Linked DNA regions of Macaca mulatta: region 2 is linked to region 1. The links are chromatin contacts, called in public Hi-C maps. All regions are on one chromosome and are shown on one strand. Each heading gives the region's core, a stretch centred on a gene start, on an enhancer-like site or on the middle of the called end of the contact. The rest is flanking DNA. Distances are from core to core; before and after follow the strand shown. Region 1 holds the start of BAZ1A (bromodomain adjacent to zinc finger domain 1A). Region 2 holds the start of FAM177A1 (family with sequence similarity 177 member A1).

What was found. A called contact is a pair of places that touch in the nucleus more often than the background predicts.
Region 2: a Hi-C map of liver shows a contact between it and region 1, with 2.4 times the contacts expected there. The contact joins the promoter of FAM177A1 here to the promoter of BAZ1A in region 1. A contact is called at or near these places in 2 of 14 Hi-C or Micro-C datasets (fetal cortex germinal zone and liver).

What each region holds. Positions count from the first base shown.
Region 1 is chr7:107,999,010-108,004,793 of T2T-MMU8v2.0, forward strand. BAZ1A (bromodomain adjacent to zinc finger domain 1A) reads right to left here and starts at 1,440. Exons shown (of 26, transcript XR_013396176.1): 1 at 1,166-1,440; 2 at 528-698.
Region 2 is chr7:108,159,358-108,165,710 of T2T-MMU8v2.0, forward strand. FAM177A1 (family with sequence similarity 177 member A1) reads left to right here and starts at 5,051. Exons shown (of 5, transcript NM_001266493.1): 1 at 5,051-5,263. The coding sequence starts at 5,102.

The DNA.
Region 1 (5,784 bases), core at 190-2,689:
CCAGGCAGCTCCAACGTCAGACCCCACTCCCGACTGAGAAAACGAAGCCCAGCCCAGCCGTTTCCTGCCCACCGGGGCAGGAATTCCCTCCCCCGACCCATGGACTGCGGCCCCACGTCGCTGACCCTAGCGGGGATCCCCTCGGCCGCCGGGAGGGGATCCCGGAACTGGCCCCGGAGTGCGCGTGTGGCCGCGGCGGGGAGGGGCGAGGCGGGGAGTTTCCGCCGCCCCGCGGCCAGGAGGGCGGGAGGGCGACAGCAGAGGCTAAGAGCGGTTCCCGAGGCCGGCCGGGGACCCCAGCCTCCTCCGCCACGACCAACCCGCGTTCCCCACGCGCGCCGCCGCCAGTTGGCCCCGCGCGTTCTCCAAGTGGAGGCTAGGAGGCAGAGAACCGCGGGCCCGGGGCCACCCGTCACTTTCAAGTCACCCCGCCAGAAGCCCAGGGCGAGGAAAAGGAGAGAGACAAAAGGGCGCTGGGGAGGGAGTCCCCACACCCCCCGCGGCCCCGCACCCTGCCCAGCTCTTACTCGTAGTGGCGGAAGATCTCGTTGGTGACTTTACAGTAGAAAACTTCCTCGTCGGGCCGTAGGTCCGCGGGCGGCTTCTGTCTCACAAACGGCTTTCGGTGTAGCAGCGGCATCTCCCGTCCGCCCGCGGGCTCGCCCGGACCCTCGGCCGCCCGCGCCGGCCCCGCTTCCCTATCAAAATTGGAGGGAAAGGAAAGCCGGTAAGGTGGGGAGCGCTCGGCGGCAGCGTGGGCCGGTCCGCGCGCCGGGAGAAGCTCGGCTGCCTTTTGTGTGACTGACGGGCCGCGGCCGCTACCGGAGCCGAGTTCGTTCCTGCCGCTGCCCGGGCGTCGAGCGAGCGGAGCCGCCGCCGCCCCTTTCCCCCGAGCGCGTCCTGCCTCCTCGCCCAGCCGCTGGCTCACAATGGGGCAGGACGCCCCGCCGCGGGGGGCAGTGCGGGAGCGGCGGCGGCGGCCCCCTCCCCCAGCGCCGGCTCCCCGCCCGCCGCCGCCGCCGCCGCCGCCGCCGCCAGGCTCACAACGTGCTCGGCGCGCAGCCGGCCGGCCGGCCAGGGCGCTCGCCGCGGGCGGACCCCAGCGCCGCTCCGCTTTGTTCCCGGCTTGCCTCCACTTCCCGGCCGGCTCCCGAGCGACCCTCACCTGCGAGCACGCCGACTGCCACTTGTCCACCTTCTCCACTACAAAGGCAACGAGGGGAGACCCCGTCCTCTCAGGGGACCGCCTCTCTCCGGCCCCGCCGCGCCCCTGGCCGCCACTTCTCCCGCTGCCACTGCCCGACTCCGCGCGGGGAATTGCGTCCCACCGCCACTTCCCCGCCTCTCGGAGCTCCTGGGAAGTTTCTGATCTACTTTCGGCTCTGAAGGAGGAAGAGCTGTTGGGAGGAGCTTTTCACTCCTCGCTTCTACCTTTTTATTGGCTACTCGATGACTTTTACAGCCTGTCACTGATACAGGAAGAGACAGCGGAGAGCCTGGGAGAGCTACATTATTAATTAATGGAGCAACCCCTCGTGAAGATTCAGAAGCATCCTCCATGTTTGAGATTATCAGCCAAAAGATCTAGGGAAAGCGCTGGCGGTTCATAAACACATGGCTAACAAAGTATATCCTTGAAGTCTGCCACCGACGCTTGACTACACGATGGGAAAAGGGATTCCAATTACGATTTAACTTGTATTTTAAAAATGAGAAAAGAAATGAATAAGAAAATTTGTTGCTATTTTTCTTCTTCCAAATTAGAATCCGTATCTCTAAAAATACTTTGCATGTTTAGTAAACATCTGTCTTGAACTAGAAGATACCTTGACATCAGTTCTATTTAATACTTATGGCAATTAAAAGGTTTAGAGAGCAGAGGAAAAGACCAAAAAAAAAATGTGTTACAAAGTGTCATCATGCTTGTAGGACCCCAACATTCTTGAAACTAACACACCTTTAAAAAGTAATATTTACAATGCTGTAAATATTTGCAAAGTATCAATGTTTAATTCAATTAGAATTTTAAGGATTATGGATTTACTAGCGAAAATTCCCCTAAAGCAACTTTCCCATATCAGTAATTTTTATTTAGGGAAACAATTTTAATGTACATAATACATGTGACCTTGGAATTCAATACAATTTTCGAAACTAGAAGTGACTCAGAACGTTCACTGGATGTGTTTTAAAGTCTTTTTTGATACTGTCCTTAACATTTGCTTATTTGAAATTAATATGAAAGAATGAAGCTAAAAGTTAGTTTTAAAAACGGTTATTCAGGCCGGGCGCGGTGGCTCAAGCCTGTAATCCCAGCACTTTGGGAGGCCGAGACGGGCGGATCACAAGGTCAGGAGATCGAGACCATCCTGGCTAATCCGGTGAAACCCCGTCTCTACTAAAAAATACAAAAAACTAGCCGGGCGAGGTGGCGGGCGCCTGTAGTCCCAGCTACTCGGGAGGCTGAGGCAGGAGAATGACGTAAACCCGGGAGGCGGAGCTTGCAGTGAGCTGAGATCCGGCCACTGCACTCCAGCCTGGGCGACAGAGTGAGACTCCGTCTCAAAAAAAAAAAAAAAAAAAAAAAAAAAAAAAAAAAAAAAAAAAAAAAAAAACGGTTATTCGACAAAGTTAGTTTTAAGAACCGTTATTTGACAAAGACGTTATTCCTATTACCAATACTGCGGAATGATAATTACAGAAACAATGTGGGATCCGTTTTATAACTTCAAATTTAAGTTCATTTGTACTTTGGAGCAGAAAATGGAAGAAATCTAAATCAAGAGTTACTTTTTTATCTTTCAGGCTGGTTTTAATTGTTCATACACCTAACAAAATAAACATTTGTGAAAGGCGTTATTCTTTGGGTGTTTTAAAATTCATTAATACTATTAATGCACCTTACTATACAGAAGTCACAGAAGTTAGAAATGCTCTCAGTAAGTAGTAAATATATACTTTAGTATCGATAAACTCTTCAAATAAGAGTTTACAGATTTGATTATTTTTCTTTTCTTTTCTATTTTTGGAGACAGTCTCACTCTGTGCCCCAGGCTGGAGTGCGATGGCGAGATCTCGTCTCACTGCAACCTCTGCCTCCTGAGTTCAAGCGATCCTCCTTCCTCAGCCTCCGGAGTAGCTGGGATTACAGGCGCACACCACCACGCCCAGCTAATTTTTGTATTTTTAATAGAAACGGGGTTTCGCCACGTTGGCCAGGGTGTTCTCAACCTCCTGATCTCAGGTGATCCGCCCGCCTCGGCCTCCCAAAGTGCTGAGATTACAGGCGTGAGCCACGGTGCCCGGCCAAGATTTGGGGTTTTAAACCTGTCTCCAACTAGTATACTGAGTGACAAGTTAGAATTCCCTGCCTAGAAAGTATTTATTAGGCCGGGCGCGCTGGCTCATGCCTGTAATCCCAACACTTTGGGAGGCCGAGGCGGGCAGATCATGAGGTTAGGAGGTCGAGACCATGCTGGCCAACGTGGTGAAACCCTGTCTCTACTAAAAGTACAAAAATTAGCTGGGCATGGCAGTGGGTGCCTGTAATCCCAGCTGCTCGGGAGGCTGAGGCAGGAGAATCGCTTGAACCCGGGAGGCGGAGGTTGCAGTTATCTGAGATGGCGCCACTGCACTCCCGCCTGGGAGACAGAGACTCCGGCTCAAAAAAAAAAAAGGGAAGTATTTTTATTGATCTATCAGGTGAAAAATTTAGAGCCCACAAAGGTAAACTCAAAAGGGGGACTGGGAGAATGGATAATTTTCAACCTATATTGAAGCATCACCCCACAACTCAAAATCCCAACTTAACAGTTAAGCTAAATAAAGACGAAATTCTTTCTGAATACTTCAGTATTTATATTTACTAGATCTTACTGTTCAATAAGTCATTCAAATCATGATCTAAAGTCGTTATTTTATTATTAAATACAAATATTTAAGTTGGATTTTTTCTTATACTAGCTTAAAATTTTATTCCATCAAAAGCTATCATACTCAGTTTTCTCACAATCATACTCAAATTTCAATACTGTCATAACTCATTTCTCTGAATTATATACATAGGGTTTATTTTAATGATTTGTGACATTTAATGAAATACGGTTGTTCATTGTTATTTCAGAACAATGTAAGTTTAGAAAATTATAATTAACATGTTCAAAAGTTTAGTTTTAATGTGTTTATAATAATCAAATTAATAGACTACCTAAACTACCTCATGAAATAACATTTAAAGTATTCTACGCCTTCACAACTAAAAGTTTACCTAATTTATGACCTACTTCTGCATTTTGGCATCATAATTTCTTCCCTGCTTTGCTAATTACTACTTCCTGGCTTTTGAGAATAAAAAGCTCATTGCTGTATTCAGAAAGTAGTTAAAGAATCCTGTCATAACATAGGACTTGGTGTAAAAAATTTTTTTGGAAATATTGTCAAGGAAACTGAAAGCTAAAGTGGCACAAAAAAAGAGAAAGCAATGATATTAAAATTATTTAATTTTTAACAGTTTAATGAAACATTTGTCAAGCTCCTTTTGTGTGCCAAGACACTGTACTAGCTCATGTAAGGGATACAATGTAAATAAATGTATCCTGGCTTCAAAAAATGTATAATCTTATAGGAAAGAGACAATGCAAATACAACCAATACAAGAATTATGTGAATCCTGATGATCATGAATAATATAATGCAAAAAGAGAAGTAGAAAAGATTAGAATAAAATGTAGAAGGAAGACCCTAGGATCAGTCCTAAATGAAGTCATCCACAGGGCATGATTTGAAGGGCAACAGAGAACTCATGCTCCAACATATCCTCACCGGTCTCAAGAGACAACCCTATCAATCTCCATTAGTCATCCTTCAGCATGAAGACATGTAAAATGTGAATATTCTAGTTAGGCAGGACATATATTAATATAATACTATCAAGACATAGTTTGATTAAAATATCAATTTGGAGACACATACTGCCTTAGAAGTAAAGACAAAATAAGACTATGGGCCAGGCCAAGTGGCTCACACCTGTAATGCCAGCACTTTGGGAGGCTGAGGCAGGTGGATCACTTGAGGTCAGGAGTTCAAGACAAGCTTGACCAACATGGTGAAACCTCGTCTCTACTAAAAATACAAAATTAGCTGGGCGTGGTGGCACACACCTGTAATCCCAGCTACTTGGGAGGCTGAAGTAGGAGAATCACTTGAACCCGGGAGGCAGAAGTTGCAGTGAGCCAACATCACGCCATTGCACTCCAGCCTGAGCAACAAGAGCAAAACTCCATTAAAAAAGAAAGAAAAAAAAAAAGACTGGAATTTAAGTTTTATTTTTTATTTTTGAGACAGACTCTTGCTCTATCACCCGGGCTGGGGTGCAGTGGCACAATCTCAGCTCACACAACCTCCGCCTACTGCGTTCAAGTGATTCTCCTGACTCAGCCTCCTGAGTAGCTGGGATTACAGGCGCCTCCCACCACACCCAGCTAATTTTTGTATTTTAAGTAGAGACGGGGTTTCCCCATGTTGGTCAGGCTGCTCTCAAACTCCTGATCTCAGGTGATCCACTCGCCTTGACCTCCCAAAGTGCTGGGATTACAGGCATGAGCCACCGCATCTGGCCCGGAATGTAAGTTTTTAAAGTTGGAGCTAGAACAATTTTCCTGCAGCTTCTATTAATATTGACTGATTAACATAAGAAAGCCTTTATACTTAGGTGGTTTAGTGAGACAGTAATCACTTACACCTGAAAGAAACCTTTGGGAACTCTGTTAATTCTTCCATTTTGCA
Region 2 (6,353 bases), core at 3,801-6,300, 160 kb after region 1:
TTTTCCAGAGAGAGGTCTCATATCTGCATCAAGTGAGAACATATAATGTCTGCATATTTTCATATTTCAGGAATCATGTTTGCTTGTGTTTTATGCTTTTATATAGAAAGGGAAACTTGTACCTCAGTTACCCAAAAGAGGTAGGAATTGTTATTGGATATCATCATTGGCCCATGCTTTCTGACCCTGGGAAATCAATTAAGGGGTTCATAATCTCAATTCTGTCAGAACTGGTATAAGAAATAACTGCATGTTTCTTGGCATTCCACTTGGTAGGAAATAAGAGTGTGAAACTCTTCAGCTGATGTGTGTCCCTTGTTTTTTTGCAATTTCCTTCTTACTGTGTTAAAAAAAAAAAAAAGCACGATCTTGCTCTGAGAGGTGAAGCATTCTTAATTATATCTTTTAAGATCAATAATATAATCTTTTCAAGGATTATGTCTTTATTATAATAAAGATAATTTGTCTTTAACAGAATCAATAATATAATCCCTTAAAGGATTATATCTTTGCCAGGCACAGTGGCTCACACCTGTAATCTCAGCACTTTGGGTGGCCAAGGTGGCAGGATCACCAGGTCAGGAGTTCAAGACCAGCCTGGCCAACATAGTGAAACCCCATCTCTACTAAAAATACAAAAAACAGGCCGGGCACTGTGGCTCATGCCTGTAATCCCAGAACTTTGGGAGGTCGTGGTGGGCAGATCACGAGGTCAGGAGATCAAGACCATCCTGGCTAACATAGTGAAACCCCATCTCTACTAAAATTACAAAAAAATTAGCTGGGCATGGTGGCGGGCACCTGTAGTCCCAGCTACTAGGGAGGCTGAGGCAGGAGAATGGCGTGAACCCAGGAGGCGGAGCTTGCAGTGAGCTGAGATCACGCCACTGCACCCCAGCCTGGGTGACAGACAGACTCCATCTCAAAACAAAACAAAAAACAAAAAACAAAAAATAAGCCAGGTGTGGTGGTGTGTGCCTGTAATCCCAATTACTTGGGAGGCTGAGGCAGGAGAATCCTGTGAACCTGGGAGGCAGGGTTGCAGTGAGCTGAGATCGCGCCATTGCATTCCAGCTCATGTGACAGTGCAAGACTCTGTCTAAAAAAGAAAAAAAAAGAGGATTATATCTTTATATTTGTTATAGATTCTTATCAGAAGACCCTTAGGGTTCTACAGATTTTAGATTAAGATGCATAGCTCTCCAACATTAAAATTACTGAGTCTAGGCAGAGTGTGCAAAGAAAGCTAGTATTTTATGCCTAATACCATATAGAAAATTCTAGGCCGGGCACGGTGGCTCACAGGCTGAGGCGGGTGGATCACTTGAGGTCAGGAGTTTGAGACCAGCCTGGCCAACATGGTGCAACCCCGTTTCTAGTAAAAATGCAAAAATTAGCAAGGTGTGGTGATGTGTGCCTGTAATCCCAGCTTCGGATCTGAGGTGGGAGAATCACTTGAGCCTAGGAGACTGAGGCTGCAGTGAACCAAGAGCACGCCACTGCACTCCAGCCTGGGTGACAGTGAGACTGTCTAAAAAAATATTTTGGTAGATATCATTGGTATATTCTCACCACACACACACAAACACAAAACCTGACCAAATTTTAATAAATAAAACAAAAAGCTTACATAACATCAAATCTAAAAATTCACGTGGTATTTTCATCTGCTTCTTACATATAGAGCTTTAAAGCTTACTAACAGACTTTTTTTTTTTTTTTTGAGACAGAGTCTTGCTCTGTCGCCCAGGCTGGAGTGCAGTGGCCAGATCTCAGCTCACTGCAAGCTCTGTCTCCCGGGTTTTACGCCATTCTCCTGCCTCAGCCTCCCTGAGTAGCTGGGACTACAGGCGCCCGCCACCTCACCGGGCTAGTTTTTTGTATTTTTTAGTAGAGACGGGGTTTCACCGTGTTAACCAGGATGGTCTCGATCTCCTGACCTCGTGATCCGCCCGTCTCAGCCTCCCAAAGTGCTGGGATTACAGGCTTGAGCCACTGCGCCCAGCCACTAACAGACTTTTAAAAAAAAACATACTTTACTCATTTCCATCCAAATCTTTCCAAATAACATACTCACCTTTGGTGTAGAAATTTCTTGCCTTCCTAACACTTACTGGCCTTGTATTTTTTGACGTTTTCATTCTCAATGGGGTGGAATGGCTAAATGTGTAGGTGGTGGAATCATACTGCCTGGGTTTCAATCCTGGCTCTGCTGCTTACCAGCTGTGTCACTGGAGCAAGTTGCTTAACCTCTCTGAGACTTTGTTTCCTCATCTGTAACATGTTGGTAGTTACAGTAATGTCTCAGAATTGTTGTGAGGAATAAGAGTTAATACAAGGAAAGCAAAGTACCTGGCATATTGTGCTCCATAAGTGAAATCACTACCATGATTTTAATAACTTCTTTAGCCTGGGCTACATGGCGAAACCTCACCTCTACAAAAAATACAAAAATTAGCCAGCTGTGATGGTGCAGGTCAGCTACTCAGGAGGCTGAGGTGGGAGGATCATCTGAGTCTGCAGTGAGCCGTAATTGTGCCACTGCACTCCAGCCTGGGTGATACAGTAAGGTCCTGTCTCAAAAAAAAAAAACCTTTTTCTTTATGCTTAGACTCAACCTAAAATGCATTTTTATTTTTATCACCTTTTTTTCTTGTGCATTATTTTTGATGAAAATATATTGTCCTGTTTGACGGATAACTTACAAAATATTCTCTATCAAAATATATATATGTGGCTATGTTAAAACCCTAAGAATGTCTTGATTATTTGATGAACATTCCTGGTTATCAAATTTTATTCAGATTTATTTTCCCAGCCTTAAGCAGAAATGGTTCAATCCAAATTTACCTTTTTACCTCTATATGTATCATTAAATGATAAATTTAGACCACATTATGTTTTCAAGTAGATAAATTATAATACTTGAATTTATTTTTGTCATAGTGCTACAATACAATTTATGTTACAAAGTGAAAGAAGGAAAAACTTGGCACATTGCCTTGGTGCCTACTTTTAGTTGAGCTATAACAGTTTGGAAATAATGACAAAAATATAAATGCCCAAAATAAAACTATTAGAATTTCTATGCTTTTATGTTACTTTGAGTTGTTGATTTGTAATAAACTGCTCTTCAATTGCATATTTGTGTTAAAAATAACTTTTTAGGAAATACTTCCAGTTCATGTTAGAATATAAGTTGTACTTTGAATTTTCAGTAAACGAAGAAATACATTTGTAAACTGTGAAAATATATTCTGCTTCGGCAATGAAAATTGTAATTTGAGGCCGGGCATGGTGGCTCACGCCTGTAATCCCAGCACTTTGGGAGGCTGAGGTGGGTGGATCATGTGAGGTCGGAAGTTCGAGACTAGCCTGGCCAACATGGTGAAACCCCGGGTCTACTAACAATACAAAAATTAGCCAGGCGTGGTAGTGCACACCTGTAATCCCAGCTACTCGGGAGGCTGAGGCAGGAGAATTGCTTGAACCCGGGAAGCGGATGTTGCGGTGCGCCAAGATTGCGCCATTGCACTCCAGTGTGGACGAGACTCCGTTTCAAAAAAAAAGAAAAAGAAAATTGTAATTTGATATTTAATTGCCATTTTGGAAAATAAAATCATGCATTTATAAATATTCCCCAAATTTTTAGTAGTAAAGATGGTTGACTGCCCTGCTTGCCAGTAAGAAGGAAGAGATTTTGAATACATATAATGCAGAATTGTGTTGTTTATGAATGCCAATTCATGAAGTCTTAACAATTGGTTCTTTTTGTTTTCAATTTATGGCCGAATTTGGTTTTGCTGTTTTGGATTGTCTCAACTCCCTGCTAATGACACCATACAGTCAGATCATGCACTAACTTGTTTACTTCAGCAGCAACCTAACTTGATTTTGTTACCAGGATACAGAGCATTATGCATTTCCAACTAGTTTTTAAAGTGTAGATGGTTTTCAAATGATTGTTTTAAAAATTTTTGTTTTTGTTTTTAGGTTCTAGTTATACAAAGGATAGGAAGTGTACAAGAACATTAGGCAGAGGATAAGGAGACGAACTTTGGCACAGAAGAGAGAGCAATATTTAATATTTGGGCCTGCTGTTGCTATGATGAAAAACATTTATGAGGTCATATAACTAGGGAGCATTTCTGAATTAAGACTGGTATGAAAATGGAATTTAAAGTATCAAATGAAGGCTCCCATAGCCAAAATAATATATGTTTTGGTTTTGACCCCCACGTATTTGTGAAAATGGTCATGCTAAAACAACAATAAACCACGTACCTGCAGAACCTCAGACTTGTTTGATGTTGAAGTCATGCAGTAATTGCATGATTTTTTACTTTGGTTGAACATTGAGAAAGACGGAAAAAATCTGGGATGCACACGACTTTAAGACACAGATAACACTCCTTACGTTTGTCAAGATGGAAGCTTACTACTGCCCTTTGCTCTCCTTCAGGTCTTTTCACTTAACATTTTCTACAGTTATACTTAAGTATTTCAGACAAGAATAAGCAAAAATCACGCCTGGGGCTCTTCTTTGAGGGTATTTTGGCTGGACTGTCACCCACGTTAGGAATGGAAAGTGCAGCACAAGCCGTACATTTTACATTTTCAGCAACCACATCCGATCACTAGCTTTTGAAGTACGACACAGCTGTCCTCATTTTACAAATAAAGAAACCGAGGTCCTGCCGGGGTGACTGCCCCGGACGCAGCTGGTGGGGGGCTGCGCCGAGGTCCAGACGCCAGGCTTCAGGTACACGTACCAGGAATGACGTCACAGGCGGTGCCAGGCGGGGATCCACGAGCTCCGGATGCGTGCTTGGCCGGAAGCGACGCCTCGCAAAGCCCCGCCCCGCCCCGCGCGAGCCGGTAGTTGCGCCTCCCAGACTGCAGTCGGCCAGGTCTCGGGGTGCGAGGCCGGGCAGGCTAGGCGAGGCGCGGGCCGGCCACGCCCCTCAGGCCGGCCCCACCCCTCAAGGCCCGCTAGTACCTTTCCCAGAGACTTGGCTGGGCGCGGCGCGAGGCGGGCGCTGCGGTGAGTCCCAGTTCCCGACAGCCGGGCTCGGCCAGCGACTGGGCGGGGAGGCCGAGGATGGAAGTGGGCTTATCGGCCATTACCCTCTTTCTCGCCAGCGCCAGCAGCCCTGTGGTGGCAACGACGATGGACCAGGAGCCAGTGGGCCGTGTGGAACGAGAAGCCGTCGCACCTTCGGGAGTTGCGGCCGCCGCGGCTTTTGGGGAATCTGCGGGGCAGGTAGGTGGGGCCGCCGACGCTGGCGTCCAGGGAGCCGAGCTGCCTCCTTGCCTTCTCCGCGGGCCGCTCTTTTGGCCTGCCCGGCCGTCCTCCGAGCAGGCCGCCCCCGTTTTGGAGTTCCTCCTCCCTGCACCCCTGTTTCTGCTCAGTGAGACCAGCTTGTGGGAAGGAGCGGCCTCCCACTCACTCACCAACCACTTGGCTGGCAGCACAGCAGACTCTGGGGCGGCCTTGGGTTCCGGGGGTGATAGTCCAGCTTCTGGTCTACCTGAGGAAGAAGGAAGGCGTGTCCCCCAAAGGCCGTCCTTGCAGTAGCTGGAAGCCAGGTGAGGGCGGCTTCAACCACTTCTCAGTCTCTTCTAGTGCGAGCGCCTGCCTTGGCATCTGCCCTTTGCTTGGCATATGCCAAACGTTTACCGGCCTTAATTCACTGAATTCTTACAGTAACCGCTCGAGGTGGGTGTTATCCCCATTTCACCCCCGAGGCAACTGAGGCTCCGTGCTGCGCTGTCCAACAGAAATAGAATGCAAGCTGCGTTGAAAATTGTGATTTCAAATTTTCCAGTAGCCACGTTTTAAAAAAAGTGAAACCGATGATAATAATTTTAATAGCATATCTTAATCTAATTTATCAAAAATTTCAAGCTATAATTACTATGAAAGTTATTTATTTATTTATTTATTTTTTGAGACGGAGTCTCACACTCTCCCGGGCTGAAGTGCAGTGGCGCGATCTCGGCTCATTGCAAGCTCAGCCTCCCAGGTTTACGCCATTCTTCTGCCTCAGCCTCCGGAGCAGCTGGGACTACAGGCGCCCGCCACCTCGCCCGGCTAACTTTTTTGTATTTTTAGTAGAGACGTGGTTTCACCGTGTTAGCCAGGATGGTCTCGATCTCCTGACCTTGTGATCCGCCCGCCTCGGACTCCCAAAGTGCTGGGATTACAGGCGTGAGCCACGGCGCCTGGCCCCTATGAAAGTTACTAATGGGCCGCGCGCGGTGGCTCAAGCCTGTAATCCCAGCACTTTGGGAGGCCGAGATGGGTGGATCACGAGGTCAGGAGATCGAGACCATCCTGGCTAACACGGTGA